Regions from separate parts of the Pungitius pungitius genome. Here region 1 is linked to region 2. Evidence: chromatin contacts called from public Hi-C data. All regions are on one chromosome and are shown on one strand. The core of a region is the stretch at or near the end of the contact, and the rest is flanking DNA. Distances in the headings are between cores, read along the strand shown. Region 1 holds the start of LOC119215636 (NEDD4 family-interacting protein 1-like). Region 2 holds the start of LOC119215708 (glucocorticoid receptor-like).

Region 1 (6,827 bases), core at 4,008-6,507, 170 kb after region 2:
ATGTCCCTGAACTTCTAAACATCCTCGCCCGTTTCAGTGCGTCAATGGAAAATGATCAGTTTTTTTGGTGGGTACCACCAAAAAAACTGATCATTTTCCATTTTCATTCTCAATTTAACTGAATTATACACTATTTCCCGCAGGAATGTTGCATTAGTGACAAAAGGTTAAAAGCACACGAAAATGGGACATGAAATATATTATTTCACACTGAGTAAATCAACACATGATCCCCAAAGTACCCAGAGTCCAGGGCTGAGAACCGTGACATCATTTGATAGAAGACGGTGAAAGTAAACACAAACCAGACTGCCCCCTGGTGGCTGGCAGGAGAACAGCTCATGCCGCCGCTACCAAGAGGCAGACAAACAGAAAATAAGGCATTCATTTATACATCACACACTTCATAACTGCAAATAGCACTTGACAGTACACCACTAACAACTGAATAGTTTTACAGCATATCACCTTTTTACACCAAAAGGGGAAAACAGATGTATTGTCCAAATCATGTCAAGCAGAGGGGGAAACGCCTTCTTTTCTCCCGTTGTGATTGGATAAAACCAGACAGCATGTTTCATTGAAAAGGAGGAAAAGAATGACGACGAAAAACTGATTGTGAGCTCAGTAGATGAAGAGGACTCTGGTGCGGGGCAGGTTGGAGAGAGTGTCGGCCATTTTGCGAATTCTGGCATAGTTGATGAATCCTCGAAGGAAGAGCAAGAAGCCTGCAGAGCAACAGGAAAAAGGGAAAGTGAGACAACCAGTCAGCCACTAGTGATCAGTCATTTAATCTAGTGCTATGGGAAAATAGGAATTTACTGTTGGGGGGGAAAAAACGCTCTCCCCTCTATGTGCTTTATAACAGGATAACAGCCGTAACAACTGAGCACAAATGTGTCACAAGCAGGACAAACACATTCAATTCTCTACTTACCCAACACCAGGAAGACCCACCATAGCCAGTACTGTCCATCAAAGTAACCAGGGAAGTATGTGGAGAACTACAAAGCCAACAGAAAGACAGAGGTGCCTACTTAGAATAAATATGGCCTGCCACGGTTTAACTCAAAAAGTCCTGCTCTTGCTTTTCTCAAGACAACTTGACAAATTGTGCTGCGTCAAAAAGCCAACCACTACAGAGTGGTGTTTTGAGTGGTTTGTCCGTGTGTGCGTGCGTGTGCGTGTGTGTGTGTTTACCCTGACAATGAGGATCCATTTGATTAGGGAGAGGCCAAAGCCTGAGATGGCCCCATAGCGGCCAGCTGCTGAGGTGGTCAGACAGAAAGACATGAAGAAACCGATCCAGTTGAACAGGAATGCCACTGCACACAGGTGGAAAAAAAAGAAAGAAATGTCTCAAAAAGGAAAAGGTGTCCTTTCTGCACAAATGTAGGAAGAGAAGAGATGAAAAAAAGGACAATGGGTGGAGGAGAGAGAGACGGACGAGTAGGTTGAGTAACTAACTGAAGAATGTCAGCATGAAGATGCCGTCATTTCCTATCCTCAGCTGATCAGCGTCCTCAAAGTCGTCTCTGGTCACAAAGTCTTCATCCTGGGAAAGAAAGAGCAACACAGGGAACAAAAGGAGAGGGGAGTTGACTTGTTTAGGCATTCAAAACAACAAATCTATCATTTGGATCAAGTGTGTCACAACGCTTCCTTCAGGATTCTGCAAGTGCAAAGTCGTGACCGACATCAAAGGGAGTTGTGATTGAGCACGGGCAAGCACATGGGAGTGGAAACCAAGCTCTGCTCAGCAGAGCAAATTCAACACAAACAACCAAGAGAACAATGGAGCCACCACAACACAGCAAGCCCATTTAAATTACCATCGGTGTCACATTATCTGAAAGGTCTGGAGTCAGTTAAATTAAATGGAGGACAAGAGAACCAGTAGATGTTGTGTACCTATCTACTAAGCACTTTAAACACACACACACACACACACACACACACTGGAAGGGTGAGGAACCGAACACATCAACACTAATTATGTCTGCGTTCACACACAAAGTACGCTCTCCTCCCAGTTACCTCCAGTGAACTGCGAATTACATCGTCAAAAGTCTCCGGGCGTTCCCTGTGCTGAGGCTGAGGCTGCGGCTGGTGCGGAGCCAAAAGGGCGGTTGTGTGACAGAGAAACACAACACCGGCAGATCAAACAGGGTGGCCCCACATGCAGTCAAGTAAAGAGCATCACGGGACCACTAGAGGTCAGAAATGAGCCGTCGGAGAGTCGCGGCTGAGGGCACGTTGTCTAGTTTTTACGAGGGGCCTTTCAGGACTTAACTACTGAGACACTCTCACGCACACTAGTCTCAGTAGTGTGCGTGAGAGGGTCTCAGGAGTTAAGTGCTAAACGGCCCTTCATAACTTTCGGATGGAGGAGTCTTTCGTGTTAAAGCCTGCCGGTTGTCGGTGCGCTTTGCCCTGTGTAACTGAACGAGACTGTGACACAAAAATAGGAAGAAGGTTCACCGCAAACCAACAAAATTGAGCCATTAAACAATAATCTAGAAAACTGGCAATAAGCGTAATATCAAAAAAACTATACAACCAAAAATGAACCACATTCTTTGAAAGATGCAACGAGTAATAAAAGGTTTGTGGCTTTGGTTTTTAGTGGTTGCAGCCAAGGGAAATTACAACATCAGAACAACAACAGCTGGAAAGCTAATTGAAAATGGAGATTTACCTGCTTATTTCCACACTACCCCGTGAGGTAGATAATACAGGGATTCATCTCAATGCTGCTTATAAACAATGTTTGAGTAGTAAGGGATCAGCCTTTGTGGCTAAATGAAGCTAGGTCCCAGGTTCCAACATGTAATGCCGACCCGGCAACAGTGCAGAACAAAGTCTGAAGCCCCCCTCCTCACAATTTGAATGCTGCACCAATATACAGTATACTCAGAAGCTACTGAGAACAAAACGCAGGTGCAAAGTGCACAAAGGGTAGTTGAGGGGCCTGGGAGAGAGAAGCACTCTCACACAGGAGGGCTATTACTGAATTCTCATTTATTATGAGTCATCGTTGATGTCGAATCAGAAGAAAACAGTCATGTCGAATAGACACAATCAGAAGAAGAGAAAAGGCTTTTCCACTTCCTGCCTTGCAGACAACGCAGGAAGTGTTTGGGCACCAGAAGCAACGGTGTGCGTCAGTGCACATATCAACTGCGACCACAGACAAAATGCTAAAGGAAAAAAAAAAAAAGAAGTGAGATACTCACTCTTCCGGTTGCCAGGGGAACCGCAGTCTCAGTCTTGGTTCTTTCTGCCTCATCATAGGAAGGCAGCGTGGTTGCTACGTTGTATGATGGAGGATTGGGGAAAGCCCCGTCTTCCTTGTAGTCAAAGAAGGCTGGAAAATAAACGGCACGGTTTCACAAACAAAGGCACAAGTGAGACTTTGAGATGATCTCTGAACTAGAATTTCTGACAAGTCCTTTATGATAGCAAATAAGCTTTTTAGATAACCATAACATGGCTGCTTATGCAAAGAAGAAGAATCTCCGGCGTGTGAGATACATACGAGTCAACTATTATATCCCACAAAGAGGCCAACTTGAAGAGCAATACCCTGTACAATGCCCGTATGTTTCTTTCTCGAACAGTCCACAGTAACTTATTGTTCACTGGCTCAAGATTTCATAAATGCCTCGTTTCCTTCGATTCGCCCTGTGACAACAAACACAAATACGGCATCTCTATGTACCAGCATTGCATATTAGCCCAGCACCTGGGAAACATCTGGGTTAGTGATGGTCTCACCGGCATTGTCCCCTGTGATGCTGCTGTAGGGGGGTGGAGATTCAGCTGCTACCAATGGACTCTCTTGTGGGTCCTCCTCATTGGTCAGCTGGGGGGGGCGGACAACCACATCCTGGTTCATTAAAACATTAGTGCTGGGAACGTGTGTCAGCAGTAGCTGCTTTTAGGTAAAGAAGCTTCTCACTGCCTATATAGTGCTTCACTATTATTGAAATGTAAAAAGAACTGACAGGGTAGCAGAAGGGATCATCTGAAAAGTTGTTTGAGCATAGAGAATATTGAAAATGAGAAATAAACGTGTAAATGTAAGAGTAGCACATGCTTGAGTCACCAGACTCCGCCTCTCCTTCCTCTTGATTAAGCTGGAATTTAAAAGACATCCCATTTGATCATCAGCCAGGAAAGACCAGTGATATAGGGTTGAATACCAAGGGTTACTTAGCAACACTGGTTTCAACAAAAGAAATCCACTAATCGGCTAAAGAAACCTTAGTGGCAGCCTTGATTAGCAGAGGTATTTACATGTACATGTATACGCTTTGGTTTTCCATTCGATGTGGGTGGCGCTTTATTTTATTTTATGCTGTATTTCCTACTACGGAAATGTAATCCCACCACACGTTTGTTAGATTGCATTAGAGAGAAAATGGGGACAAGAGCAACTGGTCACTGCTGCAGTTCCAAATGACTATTTCCCATGATTTCTTAACCCTTAGTCGGTAAGATCCCCCTGACATGCGAAAAGATGATGATACCCCCGCATTCATTAGATAAAGGAACGATGAGAGATAGATAACCACTGATAATACAAAACAAATGCGCTCACGTGACGTGGTCACTCTGAAAAACGTAATGATAGGCACGTTGTCGGCATGTTATCGGAATTAGCGGGTTTTATTAAGTCAGGAGACCCAAGCACAGAAGAGAAAACTGCATTGAAGTTACAAGTTTTAAAAGAAGAGGAAGAAAAAATAGCCAATAGCTCTCCGGTTCGATGGACGGAGCTCGCGTAGCATCAGCTTCAGCGGGCCAACGTAACGTCAGTTAACGTCAACCGTTTTGGTTTCGCGTCAAGCCATTTAGACCCGATTGAGAATAAACGAGACTATTCCCGAACAGATTCAATTGACGACAGCCACAACGAGACCGGCACACCTGGATAGGCGTCGACGTTTTTAATTAACAGCACGAAGCCGACGTGATGTCAAAACACGTAACGTTAGCTAGTTTTAAGCTGTCAAGAGACCGACGATAACGTCGAGTGTTTCCATACCTGCTGATATCTGCCGCTCGGTTCGCCCATTCCGATTATACAACTGCCGGGAATCAACAACAGAGATAGGAACAAGCCTGTGGGACCTCAAAACCAAAACAAAATTATATAACTGTTAACCTAAATCTTCTCGACGATGAAAACCTTTTTTCCTTCGACTGCTCAGTGGTCACACCACTGTCAAGCTATTGTGTGGTTAGCGTAAAATACAAAGCTTCCGGTTAGCGTTGACGTTCTTTCAAATTAAGCCCAGAGTTAAAACTTTCACCAGTAAATAAAAGCTGTGTTTTGTGAATACCTATGTCACCTACATAAGTACTAATGTATTTATTTATTTAATCTGTAACACGAAGACATGTTTAAAATAAATCTTGACGTTGGAAATTTATTTTATTTTTTTATTTATTTGTTTATTTTGTTTTGGAATCTTATCCGTATGATTTCTTCGTCATGCTGTCTAGCTTGATAGGTCTTGCTTCCCAAAACGATTGACGTCATTGGCCATAACAAACCCTCTACCGCCCCCGTTTGGAAGAAAGTGAAACCAATATCAATATAATTAAAAAAGAATTAGCGAGAATAATGTAAGAACGAGAAAAATTCACACACTAAGTTAAAAGTCACCACCTTTGGTGGAATAATTACTCGAGTTCCTTAGAAATACCACTGAAATGCTAAGTTTAAAGAAAAGTCCTGCATTCACAAATGTATTGAAGATACATAAACATATGAGCATCAAATTACATTAAAATTATCAAAACGAATATCTCTCTCTTACAAAAACTGTTATTGGTTTATGGTTAATGGCATATTGCTCCGTTCATCACTTTCATGTTTCACTTTTTTCCCGTTTTTATTGTTGGGCTTATTTAAACGATAAAGACATATCCCCAATCATTTTTGGTTACACTAGTTAGCATGTGACTTATAGCATGCATATCTCACTTGCTTTTTAAAGAAACTCTCAAAATATTCATCACTGTGCAATGAAAATGAATGCAGTTTGGTCTTGAAAGGTTTTAATGTATCTTCATCTAAAAGAAAATGAAATGAACAATACCTACAGCACTTTGTATGTAGAAGTGATATATTGGTATATTGGCCTTTAGTGAAGTTACTAGGTGGGTTTCCGGTACCTAAGGAGCACAGGGTAAGTGGTGCCTATGTGCTTTTGGTTGTAGTGGTGGCAAACGATCTCCACGTCGTAGGAACTGAACTGGACTTTGACGCGCTCGTTGGGCGAGGTGAGGAAGCAGAGGGTGTAGAGGGCGAACTCGAACTCGGGACTGACTCCGATGAAGATGCTGCCCTTGGGCTTTATGCCGTCCTTCCAGCTGAACTGGAGGGCCAGGATGTGTTTGTTCTCGTCGGGCTGCAGTGAGAGAGAGGAATAAATGGCAGGGGATGAAAGAGCAACATCAAAGACGATGGTGTCCCAAGGGGTCAGTGCACCACGCAAATACTTTGCCGTGCGCTGTCTTGCAAGGATAATTGCAAACTGGTGACTAGTGTGGCAAAAAAATATACAAAAATGATCTGAAAATAGAAGATAAAAGAGAATAGAGAGAACAAAACAATCCAGCTACAGTAGTACTGAATATATACATATTCATTCCCATCGTGAGGTCCAACTTAAGAGTGGCGATGTGCACACCTGGGGGGAATTGGCGCTGACGCTGTAGCCTTTGTAGTCGATGTGACCCAGCTTCTCCTGCAGGTACAGCTGGATCCAGTTGTGAAAGCCGATGACAGTCCTCCCGCCTCTGGTCTCTCCGAC
Region 2 (7,116 bases), core at 873-3,372:
AGGGTGAGCAACAGAAATAAAATAGACTTCATTTTACTGATAGGTCATCCGTCCGTTCACGTTGGACTCGAGGAGGTCCTTTAAATGCATTAAAGGGATTTGGACCAAAATATTATAACTGAAGCTGCAAAGTCACATCATTCAGGATGGCTCTCTTTGCCTCTTATATTTGTAAATATTGTGATTTGTCATTTGTATTCTGTAGTTCTGAAACAATAAGTTGATCATCCCTGTGCCGATGTGAGGGTTTCGGGACAGACGATGTTGCATGTGTACAGACTGTAAGCCCTCTAGGGCAAATATGAATGAATAAAATTCATTGAATTTAATTGATATAATTTAATTTTTAAGATGAGTTTAGATAATCCATACATTATTTGAACAATGCAAAACATTTCATTTAATGTCATTGTATATTTGTTTGAAAAAACAATGGACCTATTGACCTGCACATTATGTATGGGGGGGGAGGGGGACTTTTCATTTAAGAGATTATAAATCATGTTCATGCTTGAAGTTTCAGCAGTGCTTGCTGACCGTCCACTTGACCTTTGACCCCTCACTCCCAGGTTGCGCTTCCCATTTTAAACTCAGAGAAAAGAGCAGAGAAATATCTTCCCTGAGCGGTTATTAATGTCGTTGTTCTCTCCCCGGCGGGGTGTGCACTTTTCTCCGTTCACGGCTAATCATCTGCTGCTAAAACACGTCATAACATTTTGGGTGGCGAGTTATACTCGCATGCTTAAGGATCTCTCAAGGTGGCAGTCATTCACAACTTCTCAAGTGGCTCTCAACCAGCCCTTTGGTGAATCAAGACCTCTCGGGACCAAAAACGATTCAATCGGAATACGTGGCAGATCTCGAGGGAAACAGAGCTGTATTTGTTATTCATTTCAGAGTTTAGGAGATAACAATCAAGCAGTTTATGAAACTTTGGATTCTATTGGATAACCGTGATTACTTTCTTTAGCTGGATTAAAAACAGCCCCCCTCCCCATGTTCTTTATTTGACCGCTAAAAGGGAACCCAAAGCTATAATGGGTTGTGTGCTAACTTAGGTGGTCGCAAAGGCCTACGGAGACACGTTCTGACAGATTCCTCAGCAGAGAGATTCAATAGGGAAAGGGGCGTTCACAGGCAAGTGTCAAACTAACAGCCGCGTCAAGCTGCCACACACACAAGACAAGGGGACCGAAAACAGAGCTATTTCTGCTGTGGAATAAAAGCTAAAGAATGCGCGCATTAAAAAGCTGAAATTATTAGAAAAACGCAAACGTTCCGGCTGTTGGGCCAAAACTGACCTTTAAGGTAAAACCTTCGCTTAAAAAAAGTGCTCAGCCCGCTTCATTTTTCACACTCTAACCGTTTTACTCGCGTCGACGACGGCAACGACGGGGCTTTTATTCTGAAAGACCAAGACGGAAGCGCTCAACTCGCCACCTCCGGCTTGACGGCGTTTCACTAACTGTCCGCCCTGCCCTGCCTGAGTTTTCAGTTGAGTGCGCCAGGGCAGCGGGGCTCTATTATATAACTTTGATGTACTCACGGGTTTAATGGCGCAAGAGCAGAATATCGCGGCGCAGATCCGTGGAGTCATTGCGGAATAATCCTGATATCGCCATCACGTCACGCCGGTGACTTGCGTTAAAAGTTCCCGACAGATCGTCCAGAACGGCGCACACCGTGGACCTCGACAGCGCCAGCTAGGTCAGCGACGTTGTTGACTTTAGTTTTTTTTTTTTTTTTTAAACAGCTGATATTGCTGGGCGATGTTTTCCTGTCGCGCGGAGAGCACGGCGGACACACACCCAGATGACATTTCCCCGCGCAACATTGCTGCAAGGACGCGGGTTTAATGAAGTGTGTGAGTGTGTGAGCGTGTGCGTGTGGACGTCGCGTCATTTCTCATATGTTTTCCAACTTGGACCGACTGGAGACCTAAACGGGGTGTGTGTGTGTGTGTGTGTTGGGGAGTGGGGGAGCATCCTCTCGCTACAGGTACGAACTGCATATTTACTGCGACCACTTGTTCCGCGGCTGGAGAATTATCGTGGGAGGGAAATGCTGGTTGTCTTCTCTTCCAACTCCCCCCCCCCCCCCCCCCGCCGTCCCCAAAGTAGGCCGACTATGAGCGCGCCCGGTGCTGCGTGGTAGGCGCACTGACAAACCGCGCTCTGCGCGACCCCGCCGACTCAACCCCACCAGGCGCACGGAGCAACCGGCTTATTTTTCCTGCAAGAGAGAAATAGAGGTAGAGAGGTAGAGAGAGAGAAGCGGTTTGCACATAACGGCGGCTTATCTGCGCCTGTGCGCATGCGATCGGTGCAATTTCCCGCGGTAGCCAACAGGTTGCACTAACGCTGTTAAGATGTGTCATGCTCGTTCGGTGGGGGGAAAGAAAGTCTGTTAAAAAAAAACAAACTTTTGTGGGCGGGGGCTTCGATAAATATCTAAAGAACGGCATTACCTTCCATTAAAATTTCATTACAGCAGAAATCTCAACTAGGAAATATTGCGCTTGGATTGCCTGGATGCAGTGGTAACATTACGCGTTACAAACGGCTCCTCCAGGGATATACATAAAACAAACTATTTATATAAGTTTTGCACGGGGCCGCTGTTTGGCGCAACACACGCGCACAGGAAATGGTGCGGCCGTATTTACCTTTCGTCAATGCGTCCATTCGGAGGCGACGTTTGTTTAAAATGAAAAGTTGAGTTTAACGTGCGCGCTTTGCAGAAGTTCAGGTGAAATATGGGCTCGTGTTGTGATATTTAGTCGGCGGCGCTGGCGCAAACTTTGAAAATGTGACCGCTTGCCTGGCTTCTAATGCGCATAAAAGGAGGCAGCCGCAGTACAAACACCGCGCAGAGCGTTTCTTTGCACACGCTGTCGCCACACGGTATGCGCTTGCGTTCGTTTAATTGCATTTAAATGTCCTCTCGACCGAATTGTTTATTTGCGCTCTTTTGCACGTGCAGATGGACAGCTATTGGTGGCCGCCGCAAACGCCCCAGAGACTTGTGCGCTAATCTCCCTTTGACAGATGTGTGTGTGGCTCCACACACGCTTGTCTGTACGCGGGATTGTCACTGGCTGTTACATAAGTGGTGTCTGGGCCTCGTTGGCACTTCACGACGCACGAGATGATTCGAGGGCACAGTTCAAAGAAATAACATGAGCATTGTAGTCATGTTATGTAACGGCTCTTTTCCCTTTTCCTGCCTCCGCCATGTTTCTCCAGTGTGGGTGAAATTTAATAAACAGGACTGCTGTCATTAGTTTAAAATTATAAATAGAAATAATAAGAAAAAGGCAGATGCGTAATTGGCCATTAGTGCAATGCCGAAGACGTATGTATATCACAGTGAATTAACTGAAAAACTGATGTGTGTGTGTATTCATAAACGTATCTTGCCGCTCTGTATGTATCATCTTATATCAACTCTTTTAATCTAACAATGTCTCTCCCTCTCTCTCTCTCTCCCCCTCTCTCTCTGTGCATGTGCTCTCTGCTGCGCACTCCTTTCACTCGCCGTCCCATCAGGACAAAGAAATGGATCAGGGTGAACTGAAGCGCACCGGTAATCGAGACGACAGCCTGACATTTGGGGGGACGACAGCCGCAGGTGACACAGCTGGTCCAGCGCTGCAGCCCGCCACGCACCGGCCGGGCCAAGGGTCCCTGGCCCAGCCCGCAGCGGGCCTAAACGGAAGGTGTGGAAACAAGAACCGGGGGGATCCCGGAGGCCTCTTTGACTCCCCTCAGCACCGTGTCCCGTTTGAGGGCTCCGACCCCGAGGAGGGCAAAGCCATTAGCATGCAGAAGCAGCACCAGGATATTGTCCGATTCAACGCCGAGGGCACCGGGCCGCTGCCGAAACACGGCGTCCCCGATCTCGACCAGGCGGCCACCTCGGTCATAAGCGCCTCGGTCTCCTCCATCCTCGGCAACCTCCCCCTGCCGAACCTTTTCCCCCAGCACATCAAGCAGGAGGCAAATTTTTCTCCGGATGAAGACCTGGAAACTTACCGCGGGCACACGGGCCCTGGTTCCTGTGATTTGGATGGCAACTGCAGTCGCCAAATGGAGGATATCGAGATTTGGCAAGACCTGGACCTTCCCAACACCCTGCCAGAAATCAGCGATTTTGATTTGGATTCAGAGGTGGCACACTTGGATAACATCCTACATGACAGCAGGGGGGCCGGTGGTGATGGTGGGTCGGTCAGCGGCTTGCTGAAGGAGCCAAACCTCCTCGTGGGCAACGAATTGAACTCCACCGGCGTCAATGGCTCGGATCCGCATCACCACCCGGTGCACCATCGGCACCACCTGCACCAGCAGCATCAGCTCCAACTACAGCAGCAGCAGCAGCCCGCCTCCCTTCTCTCCAGCGTCATGATCAAGGAAGAGAAGGACCCGGACGACTCCTTCATCCACATCCGGACCCCCGGTGTGGTCAAACAGGAGAAGCAGGACAGCGCTGGCTTCTGCCAGGAGCAGTGTCTCCAGAGCAGCATGAGCTCCCACCACGGGGGAGGCCCCATGTCCTCGCCTCTGGGCTTGGGAGTAGGATCTAGCTACCACTACAGAGCCAGCCCGTCCTCCGCCGTAGGTCCAGCGGACCAGGAGCCTTTTGGACTGTACCCGACCCTGCCTCTGGCGGGGGAGAGCTGGGCCCGGGGGAGCAGGTTCGGAGAGACGGCCGTGTCACAGAGGGCCGACGATGGGCTCCCCTCCGCTGCAGCCCTGTCAACCTTTTCTGTCGGCTTCTCCAGGTACGTCTCCTCAATCGGCCTTGTTTTCTGTGGTGGGATAAAAAAATATATAAATAAAAATGTCCTCAAGCTGTTAGCAGTCTGGCCCCCAAGGCCACACTTTAAATGGGATTCTTCGCTTTGACTTGATGGTTGAAAACTGAAATCTGTGGAGTACATTTTAGAAGGGCACCAATCAGAGTAAAAGGCATTTGATTTTCTTTTGATTAAATAAAATACCAATTTGGTAAACGAAAGCAGTCTGTGCGTTTCAGAGTTCATGCCCAAGTCTGTGTGATTCGAGCACAAAAGAAACATCCTCTCAATAAGCCCCCAGAGTTCTCACAGGTGTTGTTGTGTATTTTCTTTTGTGAGGGAAGCGCTAGCACCCCTGGGTCGGGAGGCACAGCAGGACGCACATTTCTCCAATTCAACCACATTTCACGAGTGCCATGACGAGTGTATTGCAGAAATAAACAAGCCTTTTATTTACACAAATATATTCAGAGAAGACGCATAAGGTGATTAATTAGTTGCCAGGTTACAAAGAAACTGTCGCTAAAAGAAAATACAGTTCAATACAGGAAGAGACTATAATTAGTTCAGTTGAAGTGAAGCTGTTCTCCTACACAGTATCTCATCATCATTTCTCAATGCTGCGCCCTCTGGTATTTTTCCAAAATTGTGTAGTGAAACGGTGCTCGTTGTAAAGATATCACAGTTGCGTAACTGTGTTATTTCTACAGGAAATGACTCATTGAGAAAACATGATATGGGCATTTCTGAGGATGCAGTATGGTGATGTTTAGCGGGAGGGAAACGACAAAAAAAGTAGTGTTCACGCAGCACGTGGACGGTGAGAAAATGTCTGCTTGGACACGCCTCGCTTCAGCTTGGATCTGATAACTTGAAGAGAGATATGTACTTGCTGTGTTATGAGCTTCTCTGTGACCACGGCTTGTTGTGCTTGCGGCGATGTCACACTTGTGAGCTGAAATAGCAATCACTTTATGTAGTGCTCCTTTCTGGGTGTTTTGTAAGTTATCCAAACAACAAAAATGTGGTTTGTAGAAACACGTTCAGAGCAGAGCTGGTATGGAGATCCTTGTTGCACCAGCATGTTGTGTGTTTTCATGCTGTGGGCCTGTGGTGCGGGGCGCGGGCTCTCTGAAACGTTAAAAAACCCCACTGAAGACTCGATTATCAACGAACTACTGAACAACGCCCCACCATAGAATTACCGTGTTCTTTAAAAACTACTTTTAAAAACCCTGCAGCTCAAATTATGGTAATTATCCACATATACCACAACATAACACGTGGGGTAATCTGATTTATTGTTTAAGTGAAAGAAAACACTCTGGGTTGATTGAAAGGCTTATTTGTTTCAGCTCTGCGTGAAACGTAGTGTTTTTGTATATTTCAGATGCAGGCTGTGAGTACTGCTGCGTGAAGGTGCCTCTAATATACCGTAATGCAAGTCAACAAAATCACAAAATCTTATGACCTCTGATAAAGGCTGTCAATACTCGTGATATGAGTACAAATGGAAGTCTTTACAAATACGCCTTTTTTTTTGTCCTGAACTGAACATTTTCAGGCCCGTTGGAGCAGAATTTGGCTCGTTGGTGTTTCCCGGGCTTGAGCTTCTCGTTGTGTGACGACCAATCAAATGGACAAATGTTGCCCCATGCCCTGGGTGAAATTAGGCCTTGACACATTGCCTGGGATCAATAGGATTGAAAATTAGTATCACGGTATAAAGAAAGATTCAGACGGTATCCCGGTATGCGACGGTATTGTTTTTTCAAGTAAACACATTCATTAATTGACCCCCGACTGGCCAGTGAGTTAGCGGGTTAGCACGTTAGCTTGTTAGCCTGTTAGCTTGTTGTGGCTGCTAGTGTTGCCACCAGAGGCAATACGAGCGGCTCAACCAACTTTGCAATATATCGTTTTCGAATGTAACAAAAACCCAAGTCATTCATTGTTGTTATAAAGTTATTTCCATGACTCCATGTCAACACACTTAGGACTTAAGTAGCTCTGACCGCTAGGCGCTCCGGGATGACGCGTAGAAATAAAGTCTGCTGCCTGCCCAAGAGCAACGCCAGTTGTTTTGGCGTAACATCGGCATGAAAGGTATGTGAAAAATTCCATCGAAAAACTCCCTCCATTTCAATGCGTTCTGTTGTGGTTTTTTTTTAAATGCTCCAGGGGCCGTTTAAAATGGCAAATGGACTGAACTTTCACTGCACTTTTCTAGCTTTTCTGCCACTCAAAGCGCTTTAACACTTCATTCATCGTTCCACACACTAATGACACAGGCTGCCATTTACCGTTTAACTGAACAG

What was found. Hi-C and Micro-C count contacts between places; a contact is called where the count stands out from the background.
Region 1: a Hi-C map of muscle shows a contact between it and region 2, with 2.5 times the contacts expected there. The contact joins the promoter of LOC119215636 here to the promoter of LOC119215708 in region 2. A contact is called at or near these places in 2 of 2 Hi-C or Micro-C datasets (both in muscle).

What each region holds. Positions count from the first base shown.
Region 1 is chr16:14,443,208-14,450,034 of fPunPun2.1, forward strand. LOC119215636 (NEDD4 family-interacting protein 1-like) reads right to left here and starts at 5,258. Exons shown (of 8, transcript XM_037467940.2): 1 at 5,051-5,258; 2 at 3,778-3,865; 3 at 3,237-3,367; 4 at 2,038-2,106; 5 at 1,468-1,555; 6 at 1,201-1,325; 7 at 938-1,004; 8 at 1-728. The coding sequence starts at 5,080. The coding sequence ends at 625. endou2 (endonuclease, polyU-specific 2) reads right to left here. Exons shown (of 6, transcript XM_037467741.2): 5 at 6,705-6,827; 6 at 6,034-6,422. The coding sequence ends at 6,168.
Region 2 is chr16:14,275,300-14,282,415 of fPunPun2.1, forward strand. It overlaps LOC119215708 (glucocorticoid receptor-like), which reads left to right and starts at 2,123. Exons shown (of 8, transcript XM_062558207.1): 1 at 2,123-2,903; 2 at 3,549-4,783. The coding sequence starts at 3,558. LOC119215710 (a long non-coding RNA gene) reads right to left here and starts at 1,802. Exons shown (of 3, transcript XR_005120058.2): 1 at 1,547-1,802.